Linked DNA regions of Zea mays: region 2 is linked to region 1. The links are chromatin contacts, called in public Hi-C maps. All regions are on one chromosome and are shown on one strand. Each heading gives the region's core, a stretch centred on a gene start, on an enhancer-like site or on the middle of the called end of the contact. The rest is flanking DNA. Distances are from core to core; before and after follow the strand shown. Region 1 holds the start of LOC100273441 (arginyl-tRNA synthetase). Region 2 holds the start of LOC103630051 (myosin-2 heavy chain-like).

The links. A called contact is a pair of places that touch in the nucleus more often than the background predicts.
Region 2: a contact with region 1 is called in a Hi-C map of ear, with 1.6 times the contacts expected there. The contact joins the promoter of LOC103630051 here to the promoter of LOC100273441 in region 1. A contact is called at or near these places in 2 of 25 Hi-C or Micro-C datasets (ear and tassel).

What each region holds. Positions count from the first base shown.
Region 1 is chr6:135,513,356-135,518,597 of Zm-B73-REFERENCE-NAM-5.0, reverse strand. It overlaps LOC100273441 (arginyl-tRNA synthetase), which reads left to right and starts at 3,232. Exons shown (of 18, transcript NM_001147878.1): 1 at 3,232-3,297; 2 at 3,962-4,092; 3 at 4,186-4,307; 4 at 4,443-4,518; 5 at 4,673-4,774; 6 at 4,867-5,082. The coding sequence starts at 4,039.
Region 2 is chr6:135,737,375-135,741,918 of Zm-B73-REFERENCE-NAM-5.0, reverse strand. It overlaps LOC103630051 (myosin-2 heavy chain-like), which reads right to left and starts at 2,858. Exons shown (of 18, transcript NM_001347241.1): 1 at 2,769-2,858; 2 at 1,930-2,136; 3 at 1,678-1,773; 4 at 1,530-1,582; 5 at 168-264. The coding sequence starts at 2,771.

The sequences.
Region 1 (5,242 bases), core at 1,983-4,482:
CGGGTTCATTCCAAAAGATATAATTTTTTTTAAAAAAACGACGCATGACGATAGTTGAAACCAATGCTTCAATATAGTAGAGATTTATGACTCGTTTAGCATAGCTCCACTCCATGATTCTCTAGCTCCGAGAGCTGTTTCTCTAATACAGTGATTCTTTAGCAGAAGTGAATTCATTTGACAAAAACCGTTTGACAAATAAGCTGTGAGTAATTCCGAGGGGTTAAAGAGTGGGGAGTAGGTTGGGAGCAGTGGAAGTAATTTAGTTGGCTCCCACTTTCTAGTATAAAATAGAGACTAAATTCACTGCACTCTCGCTATGAAGTAGTTCAGGTTTTTACCGTTTGACTTTGTGTGAGTGATTCTCGTCGGGAGTAGAGTTGCGGGAGCTCTGCCAAATGCTCAATAAATACTTTAATTTTTTATTTGACGTTTTGTACTACAAATTTTTCACCGGTTAGCGTCAAATATAAAAGATGGAGGTAGCAGAATTCTTCGTAATCCCATTTCCGGCCGAGCTATTGGCAATTTTGTCATTATTATTTGTGGGTTTCGCCAATATGTTATCGGACCCATAAATTATAGACACATATGGTCCTACTAGTCATAGGCCACTCACAAAGGAGAAATATCATAATAGACCATGTGAGCACCCATCACCAATTAGTTGAATCTTCACCAAGCCCCTTGATGAAAATCATTTTTTGTGAGTTGAGGAGTGAGCTAAATATCTTAGACTCTCGGAATGTGGATTGAAGTATTGCACACATTACACATGTTTGATATACCTTTGATCATGTTATTAATTTGATACTATTGTTTCACTTATTCATACCCATATTTATGCTATGGTCAAGCTGTAGAAATCATCCACGGACCTCACAAGTCCATGTGCAATTGCTACACACATTTAGGTGGAGGATAGTCTACAAGTTGACCTTTTGAGACTAAATGCTTTCGTGTTAATCATATGTGTAGTCTCAAGGTGTAGGAAAGGGAAATGGTGAACTTGAGCCAAAAGGACGCTTCCACTGCCACTCAGTATCAAAGGGCTCAAGTCACACAATTTGCATTTTTTGGAGTAATGTGAAAGGACACTTAACTTTCTTTGTTTTGGTGCTTAATGCCAATGGGTAGAAAGTGTAGGCCAGAGCAAAGGGACCAACTCACCACTTAGTGGAATTTAAATTTTTTTGAGTCATTTTGATATTTAATTGGTAATTATCACTTGGTATGTGAAAACCCACTTAAGTGCTAAAAGGTGGCACATTTGTAAAAAAACTTTGCAAAAGGGGAAGTTTTTATTTTATGCCAAAGGGGTAAAACCTTTTGATTATTACATGCAAAACTTTTGAAAAAGGTTTCTCCAAACTCGGAAAAGAATTTGATTTATGAAATAAAAAAGGCTAAGTGGTGCTTAATTGGTCCATACATTCCAAATCTGCTAAAACAAACTTAGTTCACTTCAATTTGCATACTTAGATCTCATAGTGAATAGCAAACTTGCCCTAAGTTAGTCTTATTCCATTTGCTTTGGTTGTGTTGACATAAATCACCAAAATGAGAGAGATTGGGAGGGAAATGGGTAAATAAGCCATTTCTATAATGTTTTAGTGATTAATGATCAACACAACATATTAGACTAATTAGTTTGCTAAGTCTATGAGCATAGGTTCAAATGAGCTCAAACAAGGCTAGGAAGTGCAACTTCTTGAAAAATGGTATAACATTGAGATTTATACTTTTGAATATGTTGCATACACCTTTTAGAATGTTTTTAGGTATTTTGGATTCATATCTGACTCGATTTTTAAGTAAAGTGTAATTTTAGACTTGTTTTGAGCTAAAACAGAACTTGCACAGATTCGGCGGAACAGAGCTAACATGATAGCCTACCAACGTGCTGTGACCGGAGTGGGGTTGGTTGGAGGGAGGAGGTGCGGGCGGGGGCGAGGGGAGTCGTTTGCGTGCGGCGGGAATCGACAGACCGTGTGGCGGTGGCGCAGCGTGCGGAGAGCCTGGGTGCTTGGTGCTCTCTCGCGAACCTCGAGGCAGGCGACAACGACGTAGTGGAGGGGAGCTCGGGCTGCATGGTCCGTTCTGGATTCGGATTCGGGGGAGGAGAGAGCACCAACGCGTGGATTTTGGGGGAGGAGAGCACCGACACGATGGTTTTGGCGTTTTGGGAGACAGTGTGAGCGGTCTGCGGGGCTGGTTGACGGGATCAGAGAGCGGATGATGTTGCGGGATCGTGTGGCTTAGATCATAGAACAATAGAATGAGCGGCTGAGTTTGTCTAACAACAGAATGACAATCTACCCTTTACAACATTAATAAGTAGTAGGGTCGGGGGACAGAGGAATGACGGATTCATTCCAAAAGATATAATTTTTTTTAAAAAAATGACGCATGACGATAGTTGAAACCAATGCTTCAATATAGTAGAGATTTATGACTCGTTTAGCATAGCTCCACTCCATGATTCTCTAGCTCCGAGAGCTGTTTCTCTAATACAGTGATTCTTTAGCAGAAGTGAATTCATTTGACAAAAACCGTTTGACAAATAAGCTGTGAGTAATTCCGAGGGGTTAAAGAGTGGGGAGTAGGTTGGGAGCAGTGGAAGTAATTTAGTTGGCTCCCACTTTCTAGTATAAAATAGAGACTAAATTCACTGCACTCTCGCTATGAAGTAGTTCAGATTTTTACCGTTTGACTTTGTGTGAGTGATTCTCGTCGGGAGTAGAGTTGCGGGAGCTCTGCCAAATGCTCAATAAATACTTTAATTTTTTATTTGACGTTTTGTACTACAAATTTTTCACCGGTTAGCGTCAAATATAAAAGATGGAGGTAGCAGAATTCTTCGTAATCCCATTTCCGGCCGAGCTATTGGCAATTTTGTCATTATTATTTGTGGGTTTCGCCAATATGTTATCGGACCTATAAATTATAGATACAAATGGTCCTACTAGTCATAGACACGGGATGATACACTAACAACAACCAAAATTGAGAGGGGCAAAATCACATATTTCTCTTTCCGGCCAAGAACCCTCGCGCGGTGTGTGTGCGACTGTGTCTGCGTGTCGCGCACGCTAGTACGCTACGCTACCGGCTGCGGTGGCTCTCCCGAGTCGAAGTGGCAGCTCCCAGCCTCCCACGCGTGACCGTGAGAGGGAAGGGGGTATTTAACAGACGGCGGGCCGAGGATGCGAGCTCTCGCGGCAGCAGCAACTGCAGTGGCGGCGCCTACCCCCACGCGCCTCCGCCTCCCGCTCCTCTCCCGCACCCTGCGCTCTGGTGAGTTTGCTTCCACTTCTCCTTCCTCCCCGAGCCCGCTGCTCCGACCGCCTCCGTTCGCCGCGGAGAAACAGGGGATTTTAGTGTCGGTCTGGGTGTGAGTGCGACGCGCGGTTCGGGGTTTAGGGTTTGGTGGTCCGGGCGGCGTTAGTTTCTGTTAGGGACAGTGGTTCAGTTTCCGTGGATTTTTAGAGGGGGCGCTTGGGGTTTGGATGTTGGATAAGGTTGGGTTTATAGACTTGCTCTGTATTGGGGCTCACCCTCTCCACCCCGTTCGCATCAACGAGGATAAGTGCGCTTCTTCTGGATGAATAAATTGTTAGGTTCGTCACCAGCATTGCTTTATGAAATTACTAATGACTGGCGAGTGCACTAGATTTGGATTACATCAGCTGATTGGGATTATCTGTCAGGGACATTGAACTTGTTATGCTTCCAGTTTGGTTAGTTATGCTCAATTTGGACTTGTTTTCTCTTACGGTGTCAGTTACTTGCACTCATTTGATTTTTTAATTTGTTTCAAATTAACGAGTCAGAGGCACTAGATTTGGATTATCAGCAGATTGGGATTTGCTGTCAGAAGCGTCACACTTGCTGTGCTTCCTTTTCAGTTCAAGCTCGCCACATTGATTAATTGATTAATTTGGACTTGTTCTCATTCTAGTGTTGTCTACTTAGCCAGGTCACTGTAGAAGCTCTTATTCCTCCAGGCTCCTACGGTTCTCGTGCAGTGCCACCACCATGGGAGATGAGACCTCAACCTCGGTTGCTCCCCAGGAACAGGAATCCACTGTGGTGAGTGTACTGAGTGTGCTGCTGCCTCTGAAGGAGAATGCATCACTTATTTTTTTCCCATTTTCCCTGCTTGATTTGAATTTGACCATGCAGCAGGCTGGGAGTGTCAAGCAACAGCTCTCCGGGCTGGTCCTTATGTCCCTCCGGGCTACTGTGCCTGAGGTGGAGGTAGAACCGATGGTTGAAGTTTCAGCAAAGTTTGCTGACTACCAATGGTATGTTGTTGCAATGTTGCCCTACCTGCTGCATCAGTCCCTCACACGATCTGAGTATCTGCTGCTCCTTTATTAGCTGTTATTATAATTAATATTTCTTGTGCTCATCAATTTGTTCTTGCTGAACCTGTGCAGCAACAATGCTATGGGATTATGGTCAAAGGTTAAAGGATCTGGAACCAGTTTCAAAAACCCTAATGCCATTGGACAGGTATTTGTCTGTCTACCTTTTTCTGTATAGACTTAAACTATGAACTTTCTCATAAGATTTGGAACTAATATATTTCATTATGATCTGCTTCACTTTTTCATGCATTCTCAAGCTCTTTTACATTAACAATATACTGGTTCTCACATTTTCTCAGGCCATTGCCAAGAACTTGCCTTCTTCTGATATTATTGAATCCACATCTGTTGCTGGACCTGGTTTTGTGAATATTGTCTTATCAAACCGCTGGGTTGCACAGGTTTGGCCAAGATCTTTTATGTACAAGTTATGCTAGCATTACCAGTACCATGATCTATTCTCGCAAATTGTCAATGAGCTACATTATTGTAGAGAATACAAGACATGCTCGTTAACGGTATCAAGACTTGGGCACCAATTCTTCCAGTAAAGAGGGCAGTGATTGATTTTTCATCACCTAATATTGCAAAGGAAATGCATGTGGGACATCTAAGGTCTACAATTATTGGAGATACATTAGCACGCATGTTTGAGTTCTCGAATGTTGATGTTCTGCGAAGAAACCATGTAGGAGATTGGGGTACACAGGTAACAAGCCTTGTGTTGATACCTAAACATTTTATCACTTGCTTTTAAAAATGATAGATCTAGTGCTGGCGGCTCTCACATGAGTGGGATCTGGGGAAGGAATAACCAAGCCAATCCTTACACCTGCATTTTGTAGAGTGGCCGCATCGAACCCAGGGCC
Region 2 (4,544 bases), core at 1,609-4,108, 220 kb before region 1:
CTCCATCCAATGGTTGTATCCCAGAATGGTACAGTTAGGTAACTAAGCAGCAGAAATATCCAATTATTAGATACTTCTAGTTTCAACAATTAATAAACAACATAAGTTAATGTCATGTTTTTTTCTAAAGACAACAGATTCTCCTAAAGGAAAAACCAAAAGCATACCAGGACTTCATCTTTGTATTCTGAAAATGCCTTGGCCAAGTCTTGTACATTACTCATGATTTCTTTGTTCACTTCTTTCCCTCCAGTAAGGCATATGCTGCAGAAATCAACAGCATTGCAGTTTTTGATACAGTAAAAAAAGTACAGACCCAATGACGGAGCTCCCACATGAGTGGGGTCTAGAGAAGGGATAAACCAAGGCAAGCCTCCGGCCGCAAATGCTGAGAGGCTGTTTCAAACCCGTGACCTGATGACTCAGTGAGACAGCTCTCACCAGTGCACCAGGCTTGCTCTTCAATTTTTCAATACAGTAAATTACAAATATTCACTGGTCAGATATGATTCAATTGGGACATAAGGTGGATGAAGTACTTGAGATGTTCGGAATATAGCCATTAGTTAATGTGGTATGCCCTCTTCTCCTTAGGTTGTAGTTGTGTGTGGTAGGTGGCCGCTCCTTGAGCGGTTGGCGATGAGAGGAGGCCGTGGTTCTCACGGCCTGGGAGAAGACAGCAGGGGAGGAGAAATTAGGGCAGGGCGGCGGCTGATCAACAATATGTTGATCACAGCCTGTTCTCATTTTATTGCAATTAAGGTATAAATAACCTCCTATTACAGATTAACCTAAAAGGCCTTTAGCCTCTTTATTCTACTGCTAAAAGGGCCTTGCTAACAGCCCACTTAGCCTAAGCCGGTTCAGCCCCCTAATTAGGACTACCAGCCTTGTTGCGGCGCCTGTACTGGACGCCCACCATAACATAATGTTAATGAATCTTCAACAAATAAGGGTTTACGCCCTTTCAGGGCTTCAGCAGAAGTTAACTATGCCAATTTTTAAACATTGAACCCAACTGTAATCTTGGAAGAAGAGAATGTGGGTGGAAAATCAACAGTTTGTTAAGATCCTATCAAAAAGGAAACCAGTACAATCATTGCTGCAAGTCAGCATATACAAAAATCCATAAAGAGCAGAGCGAAAAAATGGCAAGGCAAATGGAGCAGTCTATCAAAACGTGCTGATATGGGAATTGCTAATATATATGTTCAAGTCTTCCATGCTTTTGAAGAAAAAGGGGGCAGACCCAGTGCCGGATATTTCCACATGAGTGGGGTCTGGGGAAGGGATAAACCAGGCAAGCCTTCTCCCGCAAATGCAGAGAGGTTGCTTCAACCTACGACCTGGTGACTCAATGACATAGTTCTCATTATCGGTTTGCCATGCTATTTCAGAAAAAGTTTGAATGATTCATTCAGATATTTAATCAGTAATGCTGAACAAAGACATATATGAATTTTGTCACTTTTGGGAAAAAATACAAAGATAAGCACATATCAAACAGGTGATTCCATATGCATACTCACCTGAATATTTCCAAAAGCAGTGAAACTTCCTCCTCAGAAGGAGGTTCGAGAATCTTATTATATGAAAAGATAATTAGTAATTGGCAATAACCTAAGTGCAAATAAACAATAGCAATGTTGCTAAGAGAAAATGGTTCGACTAACTTACCATGGACAATGTAATACCTTCAAGTGCTTGGCTGTACAAGAATACATCACAAAAATTCATAGGTGCACCATCAATATCAGCATCATAGAACAAAACCTGCTTCCAAAATTTTAAATTTAAGATGGATATATGTACTTGAGAAAGCCTACAACAGCTAAGATGTGTATAAGCGACTGGACAAAAGTCAAAAGTATCACATAACTTTGTGAAATGAACAGCCATGAGATTTAATTTATGAGCATGTAAACTCACAGTTTGTGCTTTCAAAGTGTCCATTTCACCAGAAGGGTCATTAGCTTCAGACACCTTTAAATCTGAACTTCCATTTTCAGCATCAACATCTTGCAATGCTCCTAACCAACGTTTCAACAATTCAACTCTTTCACCCCCACGGCATGATACAGCAGCCTCTTCCAATCGTGCTACTGTCTTCTTGAAACTTTTATAGTTCTGAACGCCCTGCAAATCACCCAGTAACAGAACCAAATCAGACCAACCGAGGCTGTCAATGACTCATCAATGGTCCAAATATGCTACACTACACTTCCCTTCCTTGGTATACCAAGGATTTCATGCCTCACAACACAAGAACGGGTATAGCATAAGTATAAAACCATCTCACTCTTAGCATAAGATAGATCTTTGAACTGGTGCATATTAGGGAGTCGGGTAGAAAACTTCAATTTGAGAACAGACCTTTACGATTCACATATTCAGATCGTATACTAAACATGACTGTGATAAAACCAGGACTAAAATGTCAATTTATCATTTCAAACTTTATGTGATCTTCCACCCATACATGAAGAGGAATTTTCGACACACTGAAGCACCCAAGCTTCAGTTCGGACTTCGGAGCAGAGCGAGATAGGGGCACTGGCTGCCATAGCCACCACTGCACCAACTGAAGCTCCAGTTTGCAACTTAAGAGCTAAGGGCATTGCATTCGTGTGCAGAGGCAACGAATTCGCAGCTCGAAGCAAATAAAGCATGTCCGATTCGCGTCCCAGACCTGCCCCGCATTAGGATTTGGTCAAGCAGAAGGGGACGCCTAGTGGAAGTGCTAGCAAAGGGGAGGGGAGCAATCTCACCATGCGGTCGTGGAGGATGTCCGCGACGGCCTGACCGGCGTGGTGCGCGACGGTATCGGCGTACCCCTTGACCGCGCGGGCGACGCCGCTGCGGCCGCCGGCCTCCACTGCCCGGCTCACCGCGCTGCGCAGCCACGAAGACATCTCGGCGACCTTGGGGGACGGCTACAGCTAGGGCTTGGGGTTTTTTGGATTTGGAAGGCACCGACCACGGCGAAGACCAGAGAGTGGAGAATGCGGCGAGGGAGAGGTGGTGTGTCAGCGACGTGTTCTTCGATTTGGATGTCGTGTGGGCCCTGCTGCCAGGTTCACCCTGCCTTTGAATTTGTGGCCTTTTCGTTCACATTCAATAAAAAGACACACGTAGTTGACCCATGTTTAGTGAAAAAATGGTATCGTTGACTCTTAAACCTACTTAGGTTTCTTTTGTTAGACTTTTGAAACTGTTTTTTGTTTTTGCAAGCTAATTAGAGTAAAAATCAGCACGCCAAAATATATTTAGATTGTCTAGCCGTTCACTTATATTTTTTTAATAATGGAAATTGTGTTAATTCCAGTTTTGGTTTTCAATGACGGGGCGTTTGGATCCCTTCATTTTAGAAGAATTGGAATTCACTCAATAAAGTAATTTATTTAGTTTGTAATTTGACATTCCACCACTTTCCAGAATTCAGATATAAGACTATCTCAAATTCATGAGGTGAAAGATGGGAAATGATTTTATGCATTAGTAAAATTTGTTTCTACTCTGTAACTTACATGACACTCTTCGTCTCACTCCTCTATAGTGAAAATGTAGCACATAAATATCTTCGACATCTTACTAATAATGGTATACAAATATATTTTGCATAAAACCGAGTTAGCTTAATTGATATATGTCAAAATTACTATTATTAGAATGGAATTCAATTCCAAAGATCCAAACGGGGCGTGAGAGTTACAACCAAATACAAAATCGACCATTATGCACAAACGCACACTTAGGGGGTGTTTGGTTCTGTGGACTAAAGTTTGGCCCGGGTCACATCAAGCGTTTGACTTTCAAATAGGAGTATGAAATATAGACCCAACCAACTGTACTAGATTCGTCTCACTTTTTAATCTTCAGCTGAGAAATTAGTTTTATAATCCGACTACATTTAATACCCCGAACGGAGGTTCAAACATTCGATGTGATAGGGGCTAAATTTTAGCAGGGGCAAACCAAACACCCCCTTATAAAAAAAGCATCAGAAGTGCACAAGCACACACCGATAACAAAGTGATATAAAAAAACTCAAAATCAACTGATCATAAGGTCTTCTAATGTGATCTTCTAAGTACGGTCTGTTCCTATAAACTTCTTAATATAGTCACCTAAATCATTGTTTTGCAATGTTTTGTATTGTAGACTACACTATTCGCAGTATAGTTTGAATATATGCTGCTCCACATAGCCTTACAAAACTAAGAGGGTGTTTGGTTTCTTTAGTCACCCTCCTAAACTTTAGAACTAAACTTTAGTCACTAAAATTCCTATTTGGAAGGCCTATTTTAGTCACACTGTTTGGTATTTTAAGGACTACAAGTGACTAAGTTTTAGTCACTAAAGTTTCGGATAGGATGTGGAAACCAAAAACCCACTAAAAGCAATTTTCCCTACGCGCCCTTAATATGGACTAGGACCCAATGCTCTCGGCCTCGAGGCATTATGGCTACAAGAGACTCATATTTGAGTTCTTTTGGCCATCATCATTTACAAGGACAGTCTAAGCCCTAGGGGGCATGATCTAA